Linked DNA regions of Sus scrofa: region 1 is linked to region 2. Evidence: chromatin contacts called from public Hi-C data. All regions are on one chromosome and are shown on one strand. Each heading gives the region's core, a stretch centred on a gene start, on an enhancer-like site or on the middle of the called end of the contact. The rest is flanking DNA. Distances are from core to core; before and after follow the strand shown. Region 1 has its middle 380 kb from the start of FZD8. Region 2 has its middle 170 kb from the start of FZD8.

Region 1 (4,101 bases), core at 353-2,852, 210 kb before region 2:
TAAATATATTTCAATAACACTGAATGCAATGTTGACCATTTCCTGTGTCTGTTGTCTGCAACAGAGGGAAAGAAAAAGTAGTCATATTTGAGGCATTCAAAACACCTTGCTTTTTAAAAAACTGAGGTTTATCAATCATTAGTTCAAATATCAGTGGCCTAAATTCACCAATTAAAAGACAGAGACTGTTAAAATAGATCGAAATGCCAGACACTTACATGTTGTCTACAAGAAGTCCACTTTAATATAAAGATACAAATAGATTAAACGTGGAAGGATATGAAGTTCCCTGGTGGCTCAGCGGGTTAAGGATCTGGCCTTGTCACTGCTGTGGCTCAGATCACGGCTGTGGCTCTGGTCAGTGCTGTGGCGCAGTTCAGTCCCTGGCCTGGGAACTTCCTGAGTGAGCCCCCCCCCACCCAAAAAAAAAAAAAAAAGCAGGGTCATGGAAAACCATGAAAAGAATAGCTTCAAATGAGTTAATCCTCTACGGCTGGTAGCAGGATAACGACTTTGTCCATCCACTCGACCCGCCCAACTATATCCAGGAAAGTTACCTCTGAACGTCGCGTTTAATATGTATTTACTGAAAAATATCTTCAACCTCTTTTCTTTGATATGCATTTGAAAAAGTTTGAAGTGCTGGTGCGAAGGTGCGGATGCGTCGGACTGGTGCGGCTTCCATGTTGTTCTGGTTTAACGCAGATGGAGGGGCATGTGTGGATCTTCAGGAAAGAGAGAAGGGGGCCAGAGGCTTTCTGCTCACAACACCCCACCTCCGCCGTTTCTCCAAGAACACCCTCTGGCTAATGAGTCCCTTGCAGCTGCTCTTACTCTAAGAACTCGCTCCGAAGAGGATCAGAAGGACTCCTTTTTGCTTTCTTTTTTTCCTTTAACCAAAGCAGAGTCTAACTCCTCCCAGAAAAGCTTTCTGTATTGTTCTCTAATTTGGGTTATTGCTTTTCAACAGGGCATTGATTTTGATTTTAACTTTCACTGAAAATGAACTTAGTGTTAGCTGGGCGCTTTGGTCGTCTGTGGAGCACTCAATTATGTTTTAATGACTGTTTTGCAATGAGGTAATATTCCTGCTTCCCTCCTCTGGGAAAACAAACTCTCCGATTTTCAGAACCCAGCTATCTTCCAGTGGGTTTGCTTCCTCTCATTACCCTTATCCTGTCACCATATTTCCACTCCACAGGCTCCGCGATCTAACCCTGGGCGCCAAGGTAAATAAATAACACTTCAGAATACCCAACGGCTCTGGCTTAATAACCACACAGCCACCGAAGGAGAGAAATGCCACTTGCCAGACATAGCATCTCACTTTTTCTTTCTTTCTTTCATTGCCTTAAGGTCTTTGGCAGTTCAGTCTGGAAAAGTAAAAGCTCTTTACCCAGAAGACACTGAGTCATTTTAAACTCCGCTTTCGGATGCTCTCCAGCAAGAAATGGAGCCGGGCGGGGAGGCGGGGAGGCGGGGAGGGGCTCTCGCTCCAGCTGTTGGAAGCAATCTTGGCCGGGAGAAGGATTTCTAATCCCATCCCGGCACCCTGGGAACGCTGGAGCTGTCAGCATCCGCCAAGCGCTGCCACAGAGGGTCCCATCCCCAGCCGGCCGGGCTTTTCCTGAACAATCCTCGTCGTTGTTTCTCTGTGTAGCAGGACCCCTTCCGCGGGGGGCTGGGATTCATACAACCGAAGGCGCCGTCGGCAGCCCGAGCCTGCCTCTTGGAATTACCTCTCTCCCGCCCCAGGCAGCTTCAAGCCTCCAAGCGGGGAAGGCACTGCAAACCCGGCGAAGGGAGGCTTTCGATTTGGATGGGGAGGGGGTGGGAGGCGCGGGGGCCCTGATCGTCCCCTTTCCTTCCATTCTGAGCAGGACACTCCTTCTGAAAGGCTAGTCCCGCGTTGCTCCACTCTCACTGCATTGACTTGAATCCCGAAAGATCCCTATGAAAAAAAACCCTCAGAGGCTTGGGGCAGCGACCAGGGAGGTGGTGGTGGTTGCTTGTTTTTGTTTGTTTGTTTGTTCCCTGAAGTCTAGAGCAGTGTCTGGGCCCTTCTGAGTGTTGCCCAGCTGGCCAGGGGTCCCTGCCAGGCCCCTGGAGTTCCAAGCTAGGTCTACTAAACTGAGCCTTCCATTAAAAAAAGGAAAAACAAAAAACAAAAAAAAAAAATAGAAAGCAGTAGTTTTTTGCCACACCCACAGCATGTGGAAGTTCCAGGGCCAGGGATTGAACTGGCGCTGCAGCGATGACCCAAGCCCCTCCTAGTAACAATGCAGGGATCCTGAACCGGCTGAACCACTGTTGTGTATCACATAAGGAGAGTGTGTGTGGATGTGGGGTCTCTCGTTTCTGCCTTCTGCTGCTTCTATCAGCTGCTCTCACTCTCACATCTGCAATAACCCATGTCTCACCTGGGAGTCTCGGGCTCAAGCCGAGCGGCCAGAGGAAGAGCTGTGCTGACCCAGAGCCAGGCCACCTCAGTGTCCCCAGCGGAGAGGCACCTCCTTAGCCGAATATTCCCAGCCAGCAACAGATGGAAAATTCATCTCTTCCCTCCAGGGTCTAACAAAAGAACAAAAACCCCAGAAGCTATGCTGCATTTTCACCCAACCCTGCTGCAACAGGCTGAGGGCTAAATGGACAGGACAGTGTGTTTCCTGCCCATCTTCTCTCCTCTCCTCTCTGACTGGGCAGAGATGCTCACCTACCTCGGCAGAGGCAGAGAGCCAAAAAAAAAAAAAAAAAAAAAAAAAAAAAAGATGGCACTTTAAGCTGGCAGGTTCTGCTACGGCCACAGTGCTCCCCACTTTAAGAACTTTGGGAAAGTGAGGAAGAGGAAACAAAGAATATTTATTGAGCACCAATTGTTTATCCATCAGACATGGATTAGGCATTTTCTGTGCCCCAGACGGTGTGCCTTATGGGATGTTTCTAAGATTTCATGTGATTTTTCAATTTAATCCTTAATACTCTATTCTTCTCCTGGGCAAGGATGGTTCAGGCTCCATTTTTACAGAGAGGAAACTAAGGCTCTTTCAGACCACTCAGCAGAGTGTGACAGAGCACATATCTGCAGCCTGGTATGTTTGTTTATTTTTTATTACAGTTGATTTACAATGTTCTGTCAATTTCTTCCATACAGCAAAGTGACCCAGTTTTCTCTATATACACGCATTCTTTTTCTCACATTACCCTCCATCATAATTTAATTTTTGTCCTTATTCTTTTTTTTTTTTTTTTGGCTGCACCTGCAGCATGAGGAATTTCCCAGATCGGAGACCAAACCTGCACCACAGTAGTGACCAGCATCACAGCTGTGACAAAGCTGGATCCTTAATCTGCTGAGCTACCAGGGACCCCTGAAGCCGTGTTTGTTTTGATTTCAAAGGCTGTGCAATTTCTAGCTCACCAAGATCCTTTTAAGGCAGCATACAGAGTGATGTGGGGGGAAATTAAGGTTACTGTTCCACTGCGTTGTAATGTCAGATAAATACGACAATCACGATGGTGACATAATCCCAAGAACAGCAGGCAGTGAAGGTCATGGGCAGTTACGTATTCAATAATTACCTTTTCAGTATTTGGTATAAAAATAAAGAAAAGAAAGCTGTACTAGTGATGTTTATTGTGCATTGAGAAATCTTGGCGCTTCCATGGTAACCGGGAAGGCCCAAGGACACAGCCTCACACATGACAGTGAAATGACATCTCCAAAAATGACAGTCACATCAACATCTTGACTTTTATGGGTACTAAAAATATGAATATTTCAAATTCCATGTGTACTTTATTATGAACTTTTTTTTTCTTTTGTTTAGGGCCACACCGGTGGCCCATGGACGTTCCCAGGCTAGGGGTCGAATCAAGCTGCAGCTGCCGGCCTACGCCACAGCCACAGCAACATGAAATCTGAGCTGTGTCTGTGACACACGGCTGGGCCAGATCCTTAACCACTGAGGGAGCCCAGGGATCGAACCCACATCCTCATGGATACTCATCGGGTTCGTCACCCTCTGAGCCACAATGGGAACTCCCTTAACGTTGAACTTTTGATACAAGGTTTTCAAATCTTTGACTGGAGAAGAAGTAAAA
Region 2 (4,082 bases), core at 1,521-4,020:
GCTTCTAATAAAGACACAGATCCAGAGTCACTTGGCTTCTGCTTATTTTTCAAGAATGGCCTCTTAGAACCCAGGTAGCATTCCTTTCACCATAGTAGGTAACCGGCTTCCGTGGTCAAAGAGAAAACTCCAAGAATATGCCCCTTGGCCTCTTAGCTGCTGTAATTAACGGGAAGGAAGGACCTTGCTTCTACCGGAATCCACACCGCTTCGAATTCCTGAATATAAAGCACACGAGTCCTTTAAATACAAATATTTCATTTTTCCTCTGAAACCAGAGAGGCACTCTGACAAGGCCTCAGCTAGGTCCTTTTCTTTTTTAAAATTCACCTCCTCTAGAAAACCATAGTTTTCTTTCAAATAAAATATGTTTGCATTTCAGGTTATTGCATAAAAAGAAACATGTCATGATTTTGGAGTTCCCAGTGTGGCTTGGCAGTTAATGAAACTGACTAGTATCCATGAGGATGCGGGTTCCATTCCTGGCCTTGCTCAGTGAGTTAAGGATCCTGCATGGCCGAAAGCTGCAGTGTAGGTCGCAGACGAGGTTCGGATCCTGCCTTGCTGTGGCTGTGGTGTGGGCCAGCAGCTGTATTTCCAATTCAACCTCTAGCCTGGGAACTTCCATGTGCTGCAGGTGAGGCCCTAAAAAAAATAGAAAAAAAAAAGTAATGATTTTAAAAGGATGTTATTTTATATAATTCAATTTTTAAGCTGGAGCAAACAGTGGGTACAAGTTATTAAATATTAAATAATGGAATATTGAACTATCTTAGGTGTGCACAGCTCCCCCTCAGTTGACAAAAATCTTAGCAATCTTTACAACAGCTCTTTGAGGAAGGCAGGGACATCCGTCACTACCTTCCCCCAGCAAATCCCTCTGTGACTTCAAAACTATGAAACAGGTAGAGAGGGCAGGTCTAAATATAAGAATTTTAAGCTGAATCATAGATTGCGTTAAACTAAAATGTGACAGAACCGGAGTTCCCGTCGTGGCTCAGTGGTTAACAAATCTGACTAGGAACCATGAGGTTGAGGGTTCTGTCCCTGGCCTTGCTCAGTGGGTTAGGGATCTGGCGTTGCCGTGAGCTGTGGTGTAGGTCACAGATGCAGCTCAGATCCCGTGTTGCTGTGGCTCTGGTGTAGGCCCAGCGGCTACGGCTTCGATTAGACCCCTGGCCTGGGAACCTCCATATGCCGCGGGAACAGCCCAAGAAATGGCAAAAAGACAAAAAAATAAAAAAATAAAAGAAATAAATAGATAAAATGTGACGGAACTGCCATTTATGCATGCATTGATCATCATCTATCAATGGCCAGTCCTCTGGCCATTTCTCTTGGCTGACTAGCAACTTCTAATCCACAATTGATTCAATCATTCCTAGTATTCACTTAAAAGGAACCCCACGGCCTGGTGAGAAGCGCTTGGAATCTTGGCTTACCCCTCTTGTCCGGCACATGCAATCCATAATAACCCTTTGATAACCAACCAATTTCACTGAAACATTGCCTATACCACAAAGTTGAACAGACTGGGTCCCATGTCTTCCGGTGCCCATGCACTCAGCTCTCCCGGCAATTGTTGGCCATTCCGATGAGGTCGTAGAAACCTGCTTTATCAGAGACGTAGCAAACACAAGAGAGTTTCCAGGGTTTAGCAAAAACAACAACAACAACAACAAAACACAGGCAAAGAACACAGGCTGAAATAATGAATAGGCAGCCCCAGAGGAGGAGAGAGAGAAGGGTAGCCAAGGCTTTCCCAGGGTTCATTTTGCCTCTCGAGCTGCTGGTTAGGAAAGTTAATTTTTAAATGCTTTGAGGTGATTAAGAAGCTGAGCATCGCTCTAAATGTAAATAAGTCCCGTTTCATTTCCTCGAAGTTGACTCCGATGGGGGCGCGGTCACCAGCTACTTAGCCCGCTGATAAATTGAAGATCCGTGGTCTGGTTCATAATTAACCCTGTCCCCTTAGGAAGTCCAAGGTCAGCACACTCGTTTGGAAATACAAGCGCAGCCAGAGACCTCATTGCGCTGGGAAAAGTTGGTTGATCACGGAAAGCCATACTAAGATCAGAAAGTTGGTGATGGAGAGCTGACCAAATATTTGGTAGCAGGCGGTGTCACTTCCTTCCACCAACAAATCTGCAGCGTCCTTTGCAAGAACATCCTAGCGACTGAGTTTGGGTCCTTTTTCCGATAACGAGAGTCCGATCCCTTCAACTCACAGCTTCTGGAAGGAGCCCAGGGAATTCTTTATTTCCCACTCCCTTGCCTTCTCCCTGCGTAGGCGCCATTCACTCCTCTATCTTATCGTAATAAGCCAGGTCACCGCTGAACTGAACTTAAATCACGACGGCTGGGCAGTGCCTGCTTTACGGGCCTGGATGGCCTACTTTATATTGTTTGTACTTCACAGATGCCGGGTGTGCTGGGGGAAGATTGTATAACTGCTTTACCCCGGGGACCCTCATAAAAATGAGTGGGTTGGCTCATAAAACTGTCCCACTGTGCAACACTGTAAATAGCTTCCTTAGAGGCAGGGCAAGTCCAAGGCTGCGAAACGTGCGCACCCGCGGTGCCAGAGAACAGAGCCGCCCCTCCGGGGCTTGCACCTCCGCCATCCGGCGGGGTCCCGTGTGTCCTGGGAACTGCCATGCCAATTGTGTTATCCGAGTTTTGCAATGCAACGCTGTTTCCTCACCCCGACTTCCCCCCCGTTTCCTCTTTGCCACTGTTTGCAGACACAGGAAAAGGCCCGTGGACTCACATGAGGACAAGGCCCCTGGTGGAGCTCGGTCCTGTTGACGAGCCAAGTGATGATCCGTCATCGTGGCTGTGTTTACCCGAGGGATTAAATAAATAAACAGTCTCGGTACAGCTGCTGTTTTTACTATCGGCTTTCAAGATTCGGACCGATGCTCCAGAGTAGCTAGACTCTGGCCCAGTAGATGGAGCAGAAGTGACTCGAGGGGATGTTACCTATTCAGCTGCCTATATTGTTGGTAAAACTGCCACTCTCAGCACACAGGGACATCCTGAGACATAGGAAATAACTTCTTTGGCCAGCCACTAAGAACAACCAGCAACTCAATTCATCACTGCTTTCTCCCAGAAGCACCGAGGGACAAAGAGACCCCGAGACACGGCACAGATATGGATAGAGCCGAGGAGAAGCAGCACTTTCGGGCCCTGGCCCTTCCACTGATGGGTGCAGTGAACGTGAGCTGCAAATTAACTACGAGCACACATTTCACCTTTGCTAAAGTAACTGGGCCACAGAGGGGGCCACCGAGGGGGAGTGGAGCCTAATGCTGCAGTTCTCAAGGTAGAAGCCCCATTATTACCATCCGGGAACTTGTTAGAAATGCAAATTCTCAGACTTATGAATCAGAGTCTTTAGGATTAGGGCCAGAAATGTGTGCAATAAAAAGCCCTTTAGGTCTTTTTGATGCAGCTAAAGTTTGAGAACCACTGGCCTAAACAGAGGAAGCACAGCTCAAGTCTGTCATCAAGCTGCTGGGTGCAGACCCACAGACCAGTTATTTATGTCCCTTAAAACCCAACCTCCATCTGGAAAACAGGCAGGAATAAGGGACAGTTCAGTGAATGCGTTCAGCCTTTTGAACGCTGCACACTTAGTAGAGGGCCCATTAATAGAAAATAGTAAATCTTAGGCAGCATTGCTTTTATTCTCTTGAAAGCACTAGGACTGGAACAAGGTATGTGCCCAGTACCTGAAAAGCATGTGCGAATCCACGAATAAACCACAAGATACAGATGCTCAGCCCAGGCAGAGAAGGAAAACGCTAATGCGAATGCATACCTGGACCTCTGTTTGCAGAACACAGAGGACAAAAACACACGCACTCCTTTGGGGTCCTACTTTGGGACCATCCAATGCAATTAACAAGTGGGAAGGGGAGGAAGAGAGGGAGAGGGGAAAGGAAAAGACAGGGACAGGAAAGGGCAGGAGTTGAAATTCACTGCTTTCCATGGCTCTGAGCATTTATTTCCTCCAAGTGGTCCACCCCAGAGCTGGAAGTTCCTGATGCCTTGAGGGTCTTTATCCTCTCCTCCAC

The links. A called contact is a pair of places that touch in the nucleus more often than the background predicts.
Region 1: a contact with region 2 is called in a Hi-C map of liver, with 11 times the contacts expected there. The contact joins two enhancer-like sites. A contact is called at or near these places in 1 of 47 Hi-C or Micro-C datasets (liver) and 1 of 2 datasets of contacts at active chromatin or transcription factors (skeletal muscle).

The regions. Positions count from the first base shown.
Region 1 is chr10:58,474,347-58,478,447 of Sscrofa11.1, reverse strand. No RefSeq gene overlaps it. Among named protein-coding and RNA genes, the nearest start is that of FZD8, 380 kb to the right of the region's middle. Within about 2 kb of position 1,602, at least 36 of the 83 cell types and tissues checked have an H3K27ac peak or open chromatin away from gene starts, as enhancers often do. A contact at or near this core is called in liver, where this site is marked.
Region 2 is chr10:58,267,484-58,271,565 of Sscrofa11.1, reverse strand. No RefSeq gene overlaps it. Among named protein-coding and RNA genes, the nearest start is that of FZD8, 170 kb to the right of the region's middle. Within about 2 kb of position 2,770, at least 10 of the 83 cell types and tissues checked have an H3K27ac peak or open chromatin away from gene starts, as enhancers often do. A contact at or near this core is called in liver, where this site is marked.